Linked DNA regions of Rattus norvegicus: all the other regions are linked to region 3. The links are chromatin contacts, called in public Hi-C maps. All regions are on one chromosome and are shown on one strand. The core of a region is the stretch at or near the end of the contact, and the rest is flanking DNA. Distances in the headings are between cores, read along the strand shown.

Evidence for each region. A called contact is a pair of places that touch in the nucleus more often than the background predicts.
Region 1: a Hi-C map of mammary epithelial cells shows a contact between it and region 3, with 2.7 times the contacts expected there. The contact joins the promoter of Ddias here to the promoter of Pcf11 in region 3.
Region 2: a Hi-C map of hepatocytes shows a contact between it and region 3, with 1.9 times the contacts expected there. The contact joins the promoter of Rab30 here to the promoter of Pcf11 in region 3. A contact is called at or near these places in 7 of 12 Hi-C or Micro-C datasets (Schwann cells, frontal cortex, hepatocytes and 3 more) and 1 of 1 datasets of contacts at active chromatin or transcription factors (oligodendrocytes).

Annotation. Positions count from the first base shown.
Region 1 is chr1:156,341,490-156,344,189 of GRCr8, forward strand. It overlaps Ddias (DNA damage-induced apoptosis suppressor), which reads right to left and starts at 1,380. Exons shown (of 6, transcript NM_001126294.1): 1 at 1,309-1,380; 2 at 166-249. Prcp (prolylcarboxypeptidase) reads left to right here and starts at 2,405. Exons shown (of 9, transcript NM_001106281.3): 1 at 2,405-2,625. The coding sequence starts at 2,467.
Region 2 is chr1:156,287,377-156,290,296 of GRCr8, forward strand. Rab30 (RAB30, member RAS oncogene family) reads left to right here and starts at 1,585. Exons shown (of 4, transcript NM_001399389.1): 1 at 1,585-1,764. The coding sequence starts at 1,672.
Region 3 is chr1:156,134,653-156,137,357 of GRCr8, forward strand. It overlaps Pcf11 (PCF11 cleavage and polyadenylation factor subunit), which reads right to left and starts at 1,314. Exons shown (of 16, transcript NM_001427432.1): 1 at 838-1,314. The coding sequence starts at 1,029. It also overlaps the pseudogene Pank1-ps1.

The DNA of each region.
Region 1 (2,700 bases), core at 130-2,629, 210 kb after region 3:
CATAAGATTTTCCTCCATAGCCCTTAAGTCTCTTTGTATCTCAGGCTGGCTTCAAACTAGAGATTCTCATGACTCCAGAGTGCTAAGGTTATCAATATAGGTCTCCATACTCAATTTTGCTATTCTGTTTAATTCTATCCAAAAAGGGGGCAGAGGGGTACTTACCCTAGGACAGCAGTCTCTATTGGTAATTGAAGTCATCCAAAACCTGGCCCTTCTTGGCATAATGGGAGGCACTTAAAATTTTATCTGAGGAATGAATAAAAAAAATGACAGAGTGCTCTGTGATCCAGTTTTAAAAGGTCAAAAAATGCTTTAAATTTAAGATGCTTTTAAAAATGCTTTCAAAGTCAGCCTTGGTGGAACGTAACTATAAATCTAGCACTTGGAAGATAGAGGCTGGATGATCAGAAGTTCAAAATCCTGTTCTCTTAACTCACACACATAAAACAAACCAAACCAAACCAGAAAGGCTTTGCAAACTAAGAAATCACTAATGAGTCAGGATAAAAAGAAGTTTTGGAGGTTGAGAGGATGGTGCCTTTGAGGAATATACAAGATAACCTGGGGTTGGGGATAATTCAGTATGTCATGAACAGTGTGTGTGATATCCTGGGTTTTATCTCCTACCCCGAGAGGGTGTGTAAGTGCAGGTTGGAGAGGCAAGCAAGGCCAAAGAGCTTTTTAACCTACCTTAAGGAATTTGGACTTAAAACATCGGGAAAATAGAAGCATCTAAAACAAGATAAATGGTGAGTATCTTGGTCAAAAATTTTCACCTATCTGCCTGGTCTTATGGAGAATGGATAAACAGGGGAAACAGCTGAAGGCTACTGTCACAGCATACAACAGTCACAGGTTAGATTATGGTAGTGGCAGTGTTCAGTGGGGCTTGAATTTTCATCTTAGATGTGGATTCGAGAGATCAAGGAAAATAGAAAAGCTTCAGTTTCTGGATTGCGTGCATTATTCGGTAAAATACTTTTTCTGGGCAATCAGAGTAATCTGAAAAAGCAAAACAAAGCATCTTTGCCAGCAACTGGCAATATTCCGCACAGTAGTCTGATGACATATTTTTATGTCCCAGTTTAAAGTCGAGCCTTTTCCTTTCTGGGGCTCTGCAGCAACCGTAAAGTGTAAACATTCACTAAAGAACGTGAAAAGGATTGACTCTCTCGTTTAACGTCGTATCCGGCTTTTACGGCCAAGAGTCTTGAAATAAATCCAAATGGAGCTCAAGGTTACAGTGCCTCGTCAGCAGTCTCTCTACCTAGAGCCCCCCAAGAATTCCTTTCTTCAGCTTCTCACCTGAAGCAAAGGACCCAGGCAAGCCCGGGCAACCATGAAGGAACTCCGGCCTCCCGGACAGCCGCTCTCCAAACGCTCGCAATCGAATCTCCCGCGTCCTCTTCCGCCGGAAATGTCGTCTTGACGGTCTTTAAGGAGAGCCAATCAGAAAATGCTCCGCAGGGCGTGTCGCTTATAACCCCGGCAAGCGACCCTCCTTGTCAAGCCAGGGGTAGCTGTGGGTTTTGAGAGACGTTCTTCTTCGACTGGTGGAGCGGTAGTTCTCTCAACGAAGTGCGGGGGAAGCCGGGAAGGCTCGAGGCGTGGGAAGGGGTGGCTGCACCCCTCAGACGAACGCCGAGGGCGTTGGAGCCGTGAAAGTTGGCGCCGCGGGCTGGACAGGAGGGGGCGCTGTTGACTACAACAGGGAGTCGCCATCGCGGAGCCTGGATGGATTATCCGGGTTGAGGGAATGTTTGGTCTGCACGAAAGACTCAGCGGCCACAGAAAGGACGGGTCGTGCGAGCAATGCGGCGGATGGGGTGACCCGAGAACTGAATAACATGGGGCTGGTTAGGCGGGAGCAGCGGAGTGGAAGAGCCCGAACAGCCTACAAGGGAACAGGGCGCTCTGTGACCCTCGCTCCATTTCCTGCTACTTGAGGGACCTAGGATCGAGTCCCTCTACTTGTTTCCTCATCTAAGTAGAGAGGCAAACACTGAAAGGTTGCTGTTTTGGTTGAGGGAGGGTCACGTGTGTGCCGTCATGCCTGGTGACAATAGACTCTCTCTTCCTCCCTCCTCCTCCCGCCCGGTGTTGTTACCGTGGGACTGAGGTTGCGGGGACAGTGTGATGGTGACAATAAAGGCAGAGATATGACATAACCTAGAGAGGCGATAGGGCTTGGGGAGCCATAGATAAGGATGAGGCAAAAAACCCTGCGTAGTAAAGGCCGACGTAGAGTGTGACCTCAGTGGAGGTGGGCGGGGAGAAGGAGGATGGCAAGTGGCAAGGGTGGAGGCAACGCCTTTGAGACCAGGGGCCGCCTGGTTTTAGGTTTCCCGAGGGAGGAGCTGGTCTGCAGCGGGCGGAGCTACGAGCTGGGCCTGGCTTAGTAGTGCTTTTCTGCGGGTGGCTCTCTTTCTTTAGCCGCCCACACTGTGGCTGCTGTCCTGAGCCATGGGCTGCTGGGCTCTCCTGCTCCTGCCTTTTCTATCACTCGGGGCCGCCACAACCATCCGGCCTAGGCTAAAGACCCTCGGCAGCCCGCACTTGTCAACTAACACACCCGACCCTGCTGTACCCAGTAGCTACTCAGTTCATTACTTCCAACAGAAGGTAAGCGGAGGCTGGGGAGTAAGGGTTCTAGGTCTCTGGTCCCAATCGCTCGCCGGTACCTTGCTTGGCTGTTAC
Region 2 (2,920 bases), core at 335-2,834, 150 kb after region 3:
TACTATTAGTATTAGCTTCATGGAAAATGAGAAAATGTACATAAGAGGCCAACTGTAGTGCAAGTTGTAGATCTCATATTCTTGCACAGAGAGGTGCACTTCCTTCACAGTTCCAGTGACATGAGACAGACTCCTGTGAGCAGCTGCCTACGTGCTTACTTGGTTGTCAGCCGTCTTTCAAAGACTGTAGAAGTACGTACACAAATCACCCTACATGACAGGTCCAGTTCATTGCCTTCTCTACCTGCAGTCCTGTTGTCACTGAGGCTTAGGTCTCCTCACTCACTCACTTTCCTAGAACCCTTCTCTCCAGGACTCACTGGTTGTTGTTCTCCCTCCAGAGTATATCCAGCTTGTTCTGCCTAGGACACAATAATGTTCAGCTCTTAGCTAGAATTATTCTTGAACTTGTCTGTCTGTTGTTTGAGATACAATTTCCTTATGTAGCTGTTTGGCTTCAAAGTCGACGTTGCTCCTGCCTCAGCCTCCTGACTGATGAGATTGTTACTTTGTAGTTGTTATTTAAGCTCTCTCGTGTTGGTTTTAGGGGCAGATGTTTCTAGGTGATAGATAAATGGTAAAGGAACCAGTCAGGTTATTCTTTTTTCTCATTAGAATGGGGCTTGGTGAGCACCAAGCTCTATGGGAGGCATTTTGTTTTGTTCTGTCTGTTTTTAATCTTGACAAGCATCCTCTAAGTTTCATAATGGTAGCATTTTTCTTAGCACAACTGGAGAAGCAAATGTCTACATCTAAGCACTATGCCCTTTAATTGCTTCTTTCAGTCTACAGAGTAGACATTTACTAAGTGTGACTCTGTTCTAGGGCTAGGAAATAGAGGTGAGAGCCATTGTCCCTTTCCTTAAGGATAAGGCAGACATTTGAACAAGTAAATGTGCATAGCAAGCAAAGTGCTGGGATGGAGGAATGGTGGAAACGTGTCAGTTTCTAGTTATCACGATTTGAAGACCAGTGAAAGATTCAGTGACAATGAGAGGCTTGCACTGGACTTTCAGTAGGAAGACATCCCAAGTTGAGGAGAGGATATAGCTCATGGCCATTAGAAGTCAGGTGCCATCAGAGGCCATTTAGCACCAGCATGGCTGGTAGCAGGTAGCTAGAAAAGGGGTAGTGGGAGGAGGGCAAGATGATTGCCCAGTAGTAGGATCCCCAAGAACAGAACTTGTATGAGACCGAAGGGCCTTTTATGATTGTCTCCCTTTTCCTGGTTTCCCAGTGGCTATCATTTTCTTCCCCAAGAGGAACACAAAGCCTATTAACTGTCTTAATCTCTGAAAGGCTCTTGTCTCTCCCTACTTGTCTGCACTCTTAGTTATTTAGCCTGGCTATTGACTTTCCACACAAAAGGAAAAACACACGTTATCACTTGAAAACCCGTGACCTGACTGCTTGGAGGAGCGAAGGTTACCAGGTGAAAGGACACTGGGTATCATTTGCTTTCTGTAGCACGAGATAGCTGGGGAGAATGAAGTCCATCTGCCAGCAAACACCTATGTTCCTCTTTCGCTGGCTACGTCACCAGAGAGGAGCCTTAAATTGCCCTGCAAATGAGTTAGCCCTCTTGTTCCTGTGGCGCAGGGGCTGGTGCAGCCTGAGTTCTGGGGAAGCTTGGGCTCTTACTGTTGTCTGTGTTTGCTTGCAGCTGTGTAAATGAGTATGGAAGATTATGATTTCCTGTTCAAAATTGTTTTAATCGGCAACGCTGGAGTGGGAAAGACGTGCCTAGTCCGACGATTCACTCAGGTAAGGGGATCTGGAATCCAGGGTTGGGTTTGTTTGTCTCATCTGTTTTATAGTGACCATCTTCTAGGTGGGTGACTGGACTCAGTGCCAACCTCTAGCTATAGGCTCCTTTTTCTTCTTTCTTTCTTTCTTCCCTTCTTTCTTTCTTTCTTTTCTTTCCTTTTTTTGAGACAGGGTTCCTCTGCGTAACCCTGGCTGTCCTGGAACTCACTCTGGAGACCAGACTGACCTTGAAACTCAGAGGTCTGTCAGCCTCTGCCTCCCAAATGCTAGGATTAAAGGCTGCACTACCACCATGCAGTAGACTGCGAGTTGTTAAGGCACCCTTTGAAAGCTCCATTGAGTTTTATAGCCCAAGGTTTTCTAAATTGCCTAAGGGAGAATGGAACTGAGGTCTTTTCCCACATCTCCTCTTGCTTCCTCTTACAAGAGGGTCAGGTGGTTTTGTTTTCAGTGTGCAGTATCAAAAATAGATTTGGGTAAAAAATAGATCAGTAGTTCACAATCATCTCAAGGTGGAAACACATTAAGTTGTGTATTAAACTGAGTCCAAATATTCATTTTTAAAAAGTCCCAATGCAGATTAAACCTCAAGTTTCCTGCCTGTGTCTGTTCTCATCCAAAAAACAGAGTGAATTCTCTTGGTTCTCTGCTTATCTAAGTCTCTTAAGTAGGACTAAGCTGAAGGAAGTGAAGAGTGGAACTGAATGTACACGTCCCCTCTCAGGGTGGCCTCTTGAAAAATCACTGGCCACAATTATGTAGTGGTTTTTATACAGAAAGTAGTGAAAAATCACCCTGAAGTTGATTTTGTTTCTCACTGAAACTCAATGATGCCCTTTCCTGGATCATCATGCATATAGCATGATCTTGTTGACAGGCACCTTGGGGACATACAGATGAGCTCTTTTAAGGCTTAAGATGACTTGGGGCCATGGAAAGAGCAGAGGCTCAAGGTCTTTTACCCAGGTGCTAGTTAGTCCTGACTCTGCTGCCCCCAGCCCTTGCCAGCCCTCCCCACTGCACCAGTCTGTGGAAAACTGAATGACAGATTGGGCAACACAAACATAGGGTTTACAGTTGCTGGGACTGTCAGTTTTTCCCATGCGGAGTAACTGTAGACAAGTGCCTGAATTTTCACCAAGTTTTGGTCTGA
Region 3 (2,705 bases), core at 64-2,563:
AAAGCAAGCCTTCACTATCAGGGGAGGGAGAAAAAGAGAATAGGAAAGGAGGGACTGAAATTTTCAAAGAAACTCCAAGTATTTGTTACCCACTGGGCCAATTCTCCACCTACAGGTTGGATAAGATCTCCCCCCACACGCCCAAACCCCACCCTCGGCCCAATTTCCCTACCACTGGGGCAAAATTAGACCCTCCGAGAGGAGAATAAAAGTTTGATCTAACAGCCCCCACCCCAAAATGGGGTTGACGGGTGCGAGCAGCTGCCTGGCTGGCAGGGAACGGTTTCTCCTCTCTTCCCTTTCGCATCATGTGCTTTGCAGGCGCCATGTTGAGCTAACAGGCCGCTGCTCCACTCGGGGCCAATTCCCTATACCCAACCCACCGACAGCTCGCTCCCAGGTCCCCCTTCACCTCCTTCCAATCCACAGAGCACAATTCCCCAAAAAGGACACTGAGGGAAAGCCCCTCCCCACCTTCCCAAGGGCTTAAGATGGTTTGTTTTTAACTCTTTCGCTCCCAAAACACAAACTGTCTCTAAGTATTCCCCCATCCGAAAAGGGTTGAACCCAATGCGTGCGAGCGTGGGGACGTACTCAGAGGTGGCCTAAATAGGGAGTTGGTAAGCGGAAATGGGGCTCCACCCTGCATCCTCCCCGCTCCCTCCCCGAAAGAGGCCCACGCTCCCAGCCGGGGCCAAAGACCAAGCCCGAGTCGGGGGTGGGGGGTTGGAAAGGAGGAACTCCGTCCCCCTTCGGATGGAAGCGAGACCTGGGATGAGGCTGACACTAAAATCAAGGAGTATTAGAAGAATAGGAGGCTGCGGGGTGTATAAAAACCTTGGCGGTTTGGGCCTCGATGAGAGAGACGATCTCCTTGGCGAAGGGCAGGTTCTCCTCGGCTAGAATGGTCAGCATATTGATGTGCGGTTTGCTATTGAAGGTCAGGTCTTCCAGCGACGACTGATAATCCCGACAGGCGTCCTCCCGGGCCCCCGCAGCCCCGGCCTCGGCGGGCGTCTGCTCTGACATTGCGCCGCGGCCCCCCTCCGAGGTCCGCCGCCGCCGAAGCTGAAGCCGCTCGACACCCCGCCTCCCTTCCGACGCCTCGGCCTCGCTCCCCGGGTCTCCGGCGGCTGCGGCTTCACCACATGCTGACCGCGGAGGGGGGATGGGGGACGACCCAGGGGGAACCTCGGGGAAGAAACGCCGCAGCCTCACGGGGAATCTCCGTCTACTTCCAGCCGCCGCCGGGGCTTCTTTCTCCACAGACACAAAATGGCGGCGGCAGTGGCGGCTCCAGCTCCGAAAATGTCTGTGTTCCCAACCGCTGCGTCGTGCGAAATGAACTAGGGGAGGGGAAATGTGCGGTAAAGGGGCGGGGCCGTTGGAAACACCAGGCGGGATTGGCTGGCCCGCGCGTGTCACAGGCCCCGCCCCCGGCCCTTCCGCAATACGTCCAAGCGCCGCCTTCTTTCCCGGCCGAGACTGGGCTTTCGCAACACCTCCTGCTCCGAGACGCTGTGCAAAGGACGGTCGGTTCTCATTGGCCAATTCGTAAGGGACTGTTCGGTCATTTGTTACCATAACAACCCATCCAGGGAAGCCAGTGGAGGACGGCTGCTCCGGTGGACCGGCCCAACCAGTTTATGAAAGCTGCACCAGGCCCCTTCCTTCTCTCCTTTGCACTCCTCCAAACACTGGGCGGCCTGGTCAATCGTCTTCCTCCCGCCTGCCTCCGGGGTGCGGGCCGTGGTACGGGTGAACTGGAGCAGCGAAGGCCTCCAGTCAAGGCCAGGCGCCGGGTCTCAGATGCTCCCGGGAGCCTGGGCGGGGCTCGTCGGGCCAGCTGTCCCTCAGGCATTAAGGCGGGGGCGGAGACGCCTGGCCTACCCGGAACCCAGACTGGAGTAACTCCTGCAAACAGCCATACTCATAAAAGCACCTAGACAGGCTTGCAGGAGTTGAGTCCCCAGGAAAAATGCTTTTATTAAGAGGTGCTATGTGAGAAAGGCGTTTCCAAAGGAGTTGGAGATCTTTTGAAGAAGTCACATTTCTGGAAGGGTATTCACAATAGTAAAAGCAAGCCCCGAGCCTAATAGTACTCCCCTCTCCATTCTGCTACACTTCCGAGTGATCTTAGAATACATATAATATCTGAGCCATGCTTAATGACTCAGGCCTTGAACCTCAGCCCTCACGAGGCAGAGGAAGGTGAATCTCTTGGAGTTCAAAGACAGTCAAGTCTAAATGTCAAGTTCCAATCCAACCAGGTCTACATAACGAGGCCCTATCTCAAAAAGAAATATATATATTATATTCCCAGCACTAAAGAGGCAGAAGCACAGTGATCTCTGGTTTCGAGGCCAGCCTGGTCTACAAAGTGAGTTCCAGGAAAGCAAAGGCCACACAGAAAGACTGTCTCAAATACATCTAGGACATATCAAAAAGTACCTTAGGTTTCTATAATCTATTTCCAAGACACACTAAGCAAATCGTTTTTTTCGTCACAGCCTTAGTGAATTATGAGGCGCTGTGGAGGGACAGTTCACACCCACACACCCACACACACACACACACACACACTGATGACAAGTCCACTCCATGATATGGCGGAAGGGAAGGCGTTTATTGTAGATTTGAGGGAGACCTGCCATGGCACCTGGAAGAATCCGGAGCAGAGAAGGTAAATGGAATGTGACCAGCAA